Regions from separate parts of the Mus musculus genome. Here region 1 is linked to region 2. The links are chromatin contacts, called in public promoter capture Hi-C maps. All regions are on one chromosome and are shown on one strand. Each heading gives the region's core, a stretch centred on a gene start, on an enhancer-like site or on the middle of the called end of the contact. The rest is flanking DNA. Distances are from core to core; before and after follow the strand shown.

Region 1 (2,700 bases), core at 76-2,575, 490 kb before region 2:
AAAATGGGCACATGCTGTCTACCAGGTGATTAGAAACAGCATCTGTTAAAAACCACTGCCTTGCTTGGACCCATAAGATAACTAAAAACAGAGTAACCCCTAACATCTATGCTTTCATTTTGTGTCTGCCTTCCTGTTTTGGGTTGCCTAGGTACCTCTGCATGTGGACATATTTACCATTCAAGGACTTCTCTCATGGTCCTTCAGGATAAAGGCATAAAACTAAAGTATGAGAGACATCTTAGAGTCAGCTTTTACAATTACTCCTCAAAGGCACCTGTGGTCACTTTGGATTCCATGAAAATGGTCAGTTACCCATCCCATCCATGGTGGGGAGGATGCATCTTGGAACATGAGCACTTATCCTCTGAGAATGACATTGCCCCCTCAGGCAAAAGGGACTCTTGGGAACAACTTGCAGAACCAGTCTTAAAGAATGACCAGCCAGGACACATTGTGACCAGGATTGCTCAATTATACATACAAGAATGCTTCCTGCCCCAGTTGCTCTGCTTAAATCTAAAGCTCATATGGGCTTATTGACTTCTTTATCTGATCCTTTCCTAGGTGTGTGCATTAATGAAATATATCTCTGCTTCTCACCTTTACTCCTTTGTTTAGTTAGAGGCACCACACCTTGGTGCGATTTATGACCTTTTCTGCCATAAATTGCTTTAAAAAGACAAAACAAAACAAAACAAAACAAAACAAAACCCAAACCAAAAAAACCTCATGTAGCCCAGACTGGCCTTGAACTCTGTATGTAACTGACTGATAAACTTCTGGTACCCCTCCCTCTGCTTCAATTGCTGGGATCTGAGATTACAGGCATGTAACACCACATCCAATTTATACATTATTTGGAATTAAATCTAGGGCTTTGTGTATGCTTGTGTAAGCACCCTACCAACTGTGCTACGATCCCAGTTCCTTAGCTTTTATCTGTCTTCCATGACAAGTTTGAAAGGCTTTCCCATTATCACGCTCTCCCATTAGTAACCAAGGGATTAAGAAAAGCCTTACTCTGTATTATTTGTTTACAAAAGGCCCACCATGCAAGAAGGAAATGTATTACCCAAAAAAAAAAAAAAAAAAAAAAAAAAAGCCTATAGATAGGCTTTCTACCTTCCAGAGGGTCACGGGCAGGTACATATACAGGAGCAGAAAGCATTTTTCTCAGCCTAGTGTCTGTACCCTCTTATAACAACACCCTTCCCATTGTAAAGGACCAGGTCCGTATGTATGGAGCCGCACCCTTCTCCCTTGAACTACAACTCCCAGCATGCAGTCTGCCCCACGAGTACGCACGCGCGTGGGAGGGGACAGTGAAGGGGAACCAGCAATACAGACAGCGCGGTCGGGTTTAGGGGCAGCTGGCGGGAGGATTCGGCAACTCCCTGAACTTGAGGCACCGCGGAGTGTGGGCGCCGGGAAGAGCGATTCAAACCTTGCGGACTGTGCAGTGGGTCGGCGGCCAGACAGGTGAGTTCAGCCCAGTGCTTTCCAGGAAGTCCGTCGGCGGGCGCGGCAGCGGGTCGCTCCGGCCTGGGCGACTAAGAAGGGAGCGGCTGTGCTTCCTGCGCCTTGCCCGCGGGCCTCGCTAGAGAGCAGAGGGTGCCGGGCCGTTCTGGGACGGCGAGCTGTGCTGGGTGTCGCCCGCGGCCAGGCGCGCAGGCTCTGGGCTGGGGTTGAGTCACTTGTGGCCGGCCAGCAGGGGTTCGGAACCGGCCGCCTGGGATTCGGGGCCGCCACTAGTATTTGAGACCGGTCTCCTGGAGTTCGGGACTGTCTACGTAGGGTTTGGGGTTTGGCTGTCTGGGTTTGGGACCGGCCGGTGCTCCGGAACCGGCGTAGCTGGGAAGCTGTCTGAGAAGCGCCTTGCCTTGCCGCCCCTCTACCCCAGCCTTCATCTCGCTGCCTGGCTGTTGTTGGATGAGAGGAAACCCACAAAACTTGGGACACACCCTTTTTGTGATTGAAATCTGGTGTCTTGCATTGGCCATTTTGCTTATCTGCTCTGCCCTGCCTTAGAATAAGTTTCTGGCTCCTGTGCAGCACAGCTGGGGCCAGCTGTGAAGCTGATGCGGGTTTGTTTTGAGGACGTGACTGGGTCGTTGTATCTTCGCTTACAGAAGTTGATGCGTTTCCTCCGCAAGTCTGCATTCTGATTACAAACAGAAATGGGAAACAGCCCCAATTTTTACTTTCCTTTTCTTTCTCGACTCTTTCCCTCTCTCTTCTCTGTTTAAGAATCCCCTTTCCCCTTTCGAATCCTACCACACACACACCCCACCCACGTTCCCTTTCTACTCTCCCATCCAACCCACCCCCCTCTTTCTTGTCTTCTAAGAATCACATTCCCAACTTGACCTCTGCTTCTCTTTAAAAAAAAAAAAAAAAAAAAAAAAAAACCCAAAAACCACAGTCATCTCTTTGGTAATGAACACTGCAGTAAAACTTATCCCAGGAGGTCATACTTAAACAGGAAATGAGCCTGTGGAGATTTGCTGGCTATGAGCAGTCTTCTTTGGTTTCTGACATTTAGTGCAGTTCATGTTTCTTTTTCTGAAAAACTTCGGAATAGGTTTTTTTTTTTGCATATTAAATTGATTAATCAATTGACCTGTCATTATTTTAGAAGAATAGCTTTGCTCAGACTCCTTTTTATTAGTTCTCTTCCTAGTCCTGGTCACACATTTT
Region 2 (2,700 bases), core at 116-2,615:
TGCAAGAGATGATTCCAAACTGCTAAAAGAAGAGTCCAGAAAGCTGGGGCTATCTATATATAGCTCAGTTGTAAAGGGTTTACCTAGTATGCATGAGGCCCTTACATTCAATCTCCGTGCCTGAGAGGGAGACAAAGGCAGAGACAGAGAGAGACGGGAAGAAAGAGATTCTGGTAAAAATGTAAAAACATGAACTTGAAAAGTTAAGGCAATTCTGTTGAGTGGAATTAGAGGTAATTTTAATAATCATTAGCTGGCAAAACATCCATTGAAACCGTAACATAAGATACCATGAATGCATACACCACACACTGCCCAACACAGATTTTCTAAACAGTCTCTCCAAAATACGCCATTCAGAGATTACCAGACCCTGAGAATATGGGCGTCGGTTTAAGATTGAAAAGGCTGCCACTTCCCCTAAATGAAGACCAAAAGGGAAAGGCTCGCCGGAAAGGAGGGTGAGGACACAGAGCTAACGAGGCTCTCGGGGATAACGCGCAGGTTGCAAACTCCCAGGCACCAAGAAGCCTAAGAATAAGCTCGCCATCTCCGGGCTGCATCTTCCCACAGGCTCCGCACCCCAGGGCAAATGGCAAGAACCCGGCAGCTAAAGGTGAAAGCGGACTGGCCATAACTGCAGAATCCGAAATAATCTCCCCGAGAGGCTGCTGCCTGGCGCATACCGGCACAGGACGTTATTTTAAGCACGAGTCCCGGGAGAGCGGCCCGAGCATCTGCCCAAGAGCATCCCATCCGAAATGGGCTCGGGAGGCAGAGCAGGGAGGTACAGCCGGGCAAGGAGGTACAGCCGGGCAGTGGGGTGCAGTCCGGTGGAACCTGCCGGTCCTACAGCCACGGTCCCGGCCGCGCGACCCCTCCCCAGGACAAGGCTCTGCGGCGCGCGTTACCTTGGTGTAGAGCTCGGACGCGGCCATGGCGGGCCCAGCGCCGACGCCCCCCGCCTAGGCGGAGGCCGCAGCTCGCGTGGCGGCCGCCCGCGCGGGTGAAACGGTGGCGGGCGGGGAGCAGGGGAAGGGCCGGGCCGGGCAGGGCGGGCCAAGCTGGCGGGCGGGCCCGGGCGGGCCGGGGCGGGGCGCGTCAGGCGCTAGCGGCGGGCGGGAGCCTGACAGTCATCACCTCCAGGGCTCGGCGGCCGCGTGAGCCCGAGGCGCGTGCTCGGGGGACTCGGGTACCAGCCTCCGCGGCCGTCGCCGCCTCAGTCTCCCCAAGCCGCCTGGTCCACACACACAGCCCTTGCGGTCTCTTCAGTCGCCTCGCGTCCTCAGCGCCCCCTCGCTCCCTCAGTTTCCTCAGCCGCTTCGCCTCCTTAGAGGCCTGGTCTCTGTAGCCTCCTCTGTCTCCTCCGCGGCGCGCGATGCCGCCGCCGCCGCCGCCGCCGCCCTGTGCATTGTGGGAGCGGGAGGAGGCTGCGCTCGAGCGCTGCCACCGCGATCCCTCCCGGCTCTTTCGGGCTCACGCTGCCTCCCATCGGCGGCGGGCACCGAGCATCCTCGGCCCATGCGGCTGGCATCCCAAACCTGCTTTGGCGGAGTGGCCCCCCACAGTGTGCGCGAAGGTGGGGCAGTGAGGGAGCGCGTCCCGCTCGAGGTAGCGACGGTTAGAGTGCCCGCGTAGACCCGGCAGCCTCAAGGCTGCTCCTCCTGGCCCTGCTGTTTGTAGGGAGAGGACTTGAGGTAGGGGAGGGTTCGGGAAAGGCCTTTCTGAGAACCTGCAACTCCAGAAGAGACTTGCTCACGGCAGGGCGGGAAGCTGCACCACCCGGAATTTGAAGGATGCTCAAGGTCACTCTGCATTTGGGTTTGCACCCTTGGTGATGCAAGGACATAGGGTGGCCTCTAACACACAGAAACTCCAATGAACCTGAAAACAAGATGGCACTGGGAAATGGCCCATCTTAGACTTGGGCGTTTACATAGGTTCGCCACCATTCAGAATGAGACCTTTGTTCTGCTGATCGTGACAGCACTACCTGATGCTGATCCTGGAGTCACCTGAAAACGGCAACCTACTGAGAGAAACTCAAGTGTTTGCAGTCTTGACGCAGTCTATTCCGTGCCCTTACACGGACACAGGAATGTGGTCTTTTTCATCCCAACATGTTCTCTCCAGCCACACTTTCGTGCTCACTTGGAATACTCTTTAAAATTTTTAGCCTTTTAAAATGTGTCCATCTTCCTTCTTTAAACCTTAAGTTGTGGCCAGTGCCTATCATGGGAATCCAGTTTTATTGTTTGGCTTGTTGGGTTTTGAGACAGGTCTCACTAAGCAGCCCGGGTTTTCTTCAAACTCGCCATCCTCCTGCCTCTGCCTTGTGAATGGTGAAATTTTAGAGACATGGTTCTGAGACCAGTACAATGGCAGTCAAAGCACAAGCCTGACTCCCTAGTTATGTCTGAACATGAGGTGGGTATTTGAAGGAAGACTGTTCACCACTTTGATGTTTCTGGATTCCATCCTTTCTTTGTCTGCCTGTGAAAGGAGACAAAATGTACTTTGAGCCAGCAGAGCATCCAAAGCAATGAGTTGAGCTCCTGTCTCTTACACTTCCTTCATGCCTGTAGAAGGTGCCTGTTTCCTTACCCTCTAGATATTAGCTACCGGTCAGGACAGTTGAGGAATACTGAGTATGATGGGTTGGTGAGTCGGAGGGGGGGGGGGTAGGAAGAACCAAAACAC

What was found. Promoter capture Hi-C pulls out the DNA fragments that hold promoters and counts their contacts.
Region 1: a contact with region 2 is called in a promoter capture Hi-C map of erythroid cells, with 14 times the contacts expected there. The contact joins the promoter of Tmod3 here to the promoter of Myo5a in region 2. A contact is called at or near these places in 6 of 39 promoter capture datasets (the 3T3-L1 cell line, the C10 cell line, embryonic stem cells and 3 more), 1 of 115 datasets of contacts at active chromatin or transcription factors (bone marrow-derived macrophages) and 2 of 9 other capture datasets (adipose tissue and embryonic stem cells).

The regions. Positions count from the first base shown.
Region 1 is chr9:75,558,282-75,560,981 of GRCm38.p6, reverse strand. It overlaps Tmod3 (tropomodulin 3), which reads left to right and starts at 1,325. Exons shown (of 10, transcript NM_016963.2): 1 at 1,325-1,482.
Region 2 is chr9:75,069,871-75,072,570 of GRCm38.p6, reverse strand. Myo5a (myosin VA) reads right to left here and starts at 1,365. Exons shown (of 41, transcript NM_010864.2): 1 at 912-1,365. The coding sequence starts at 938.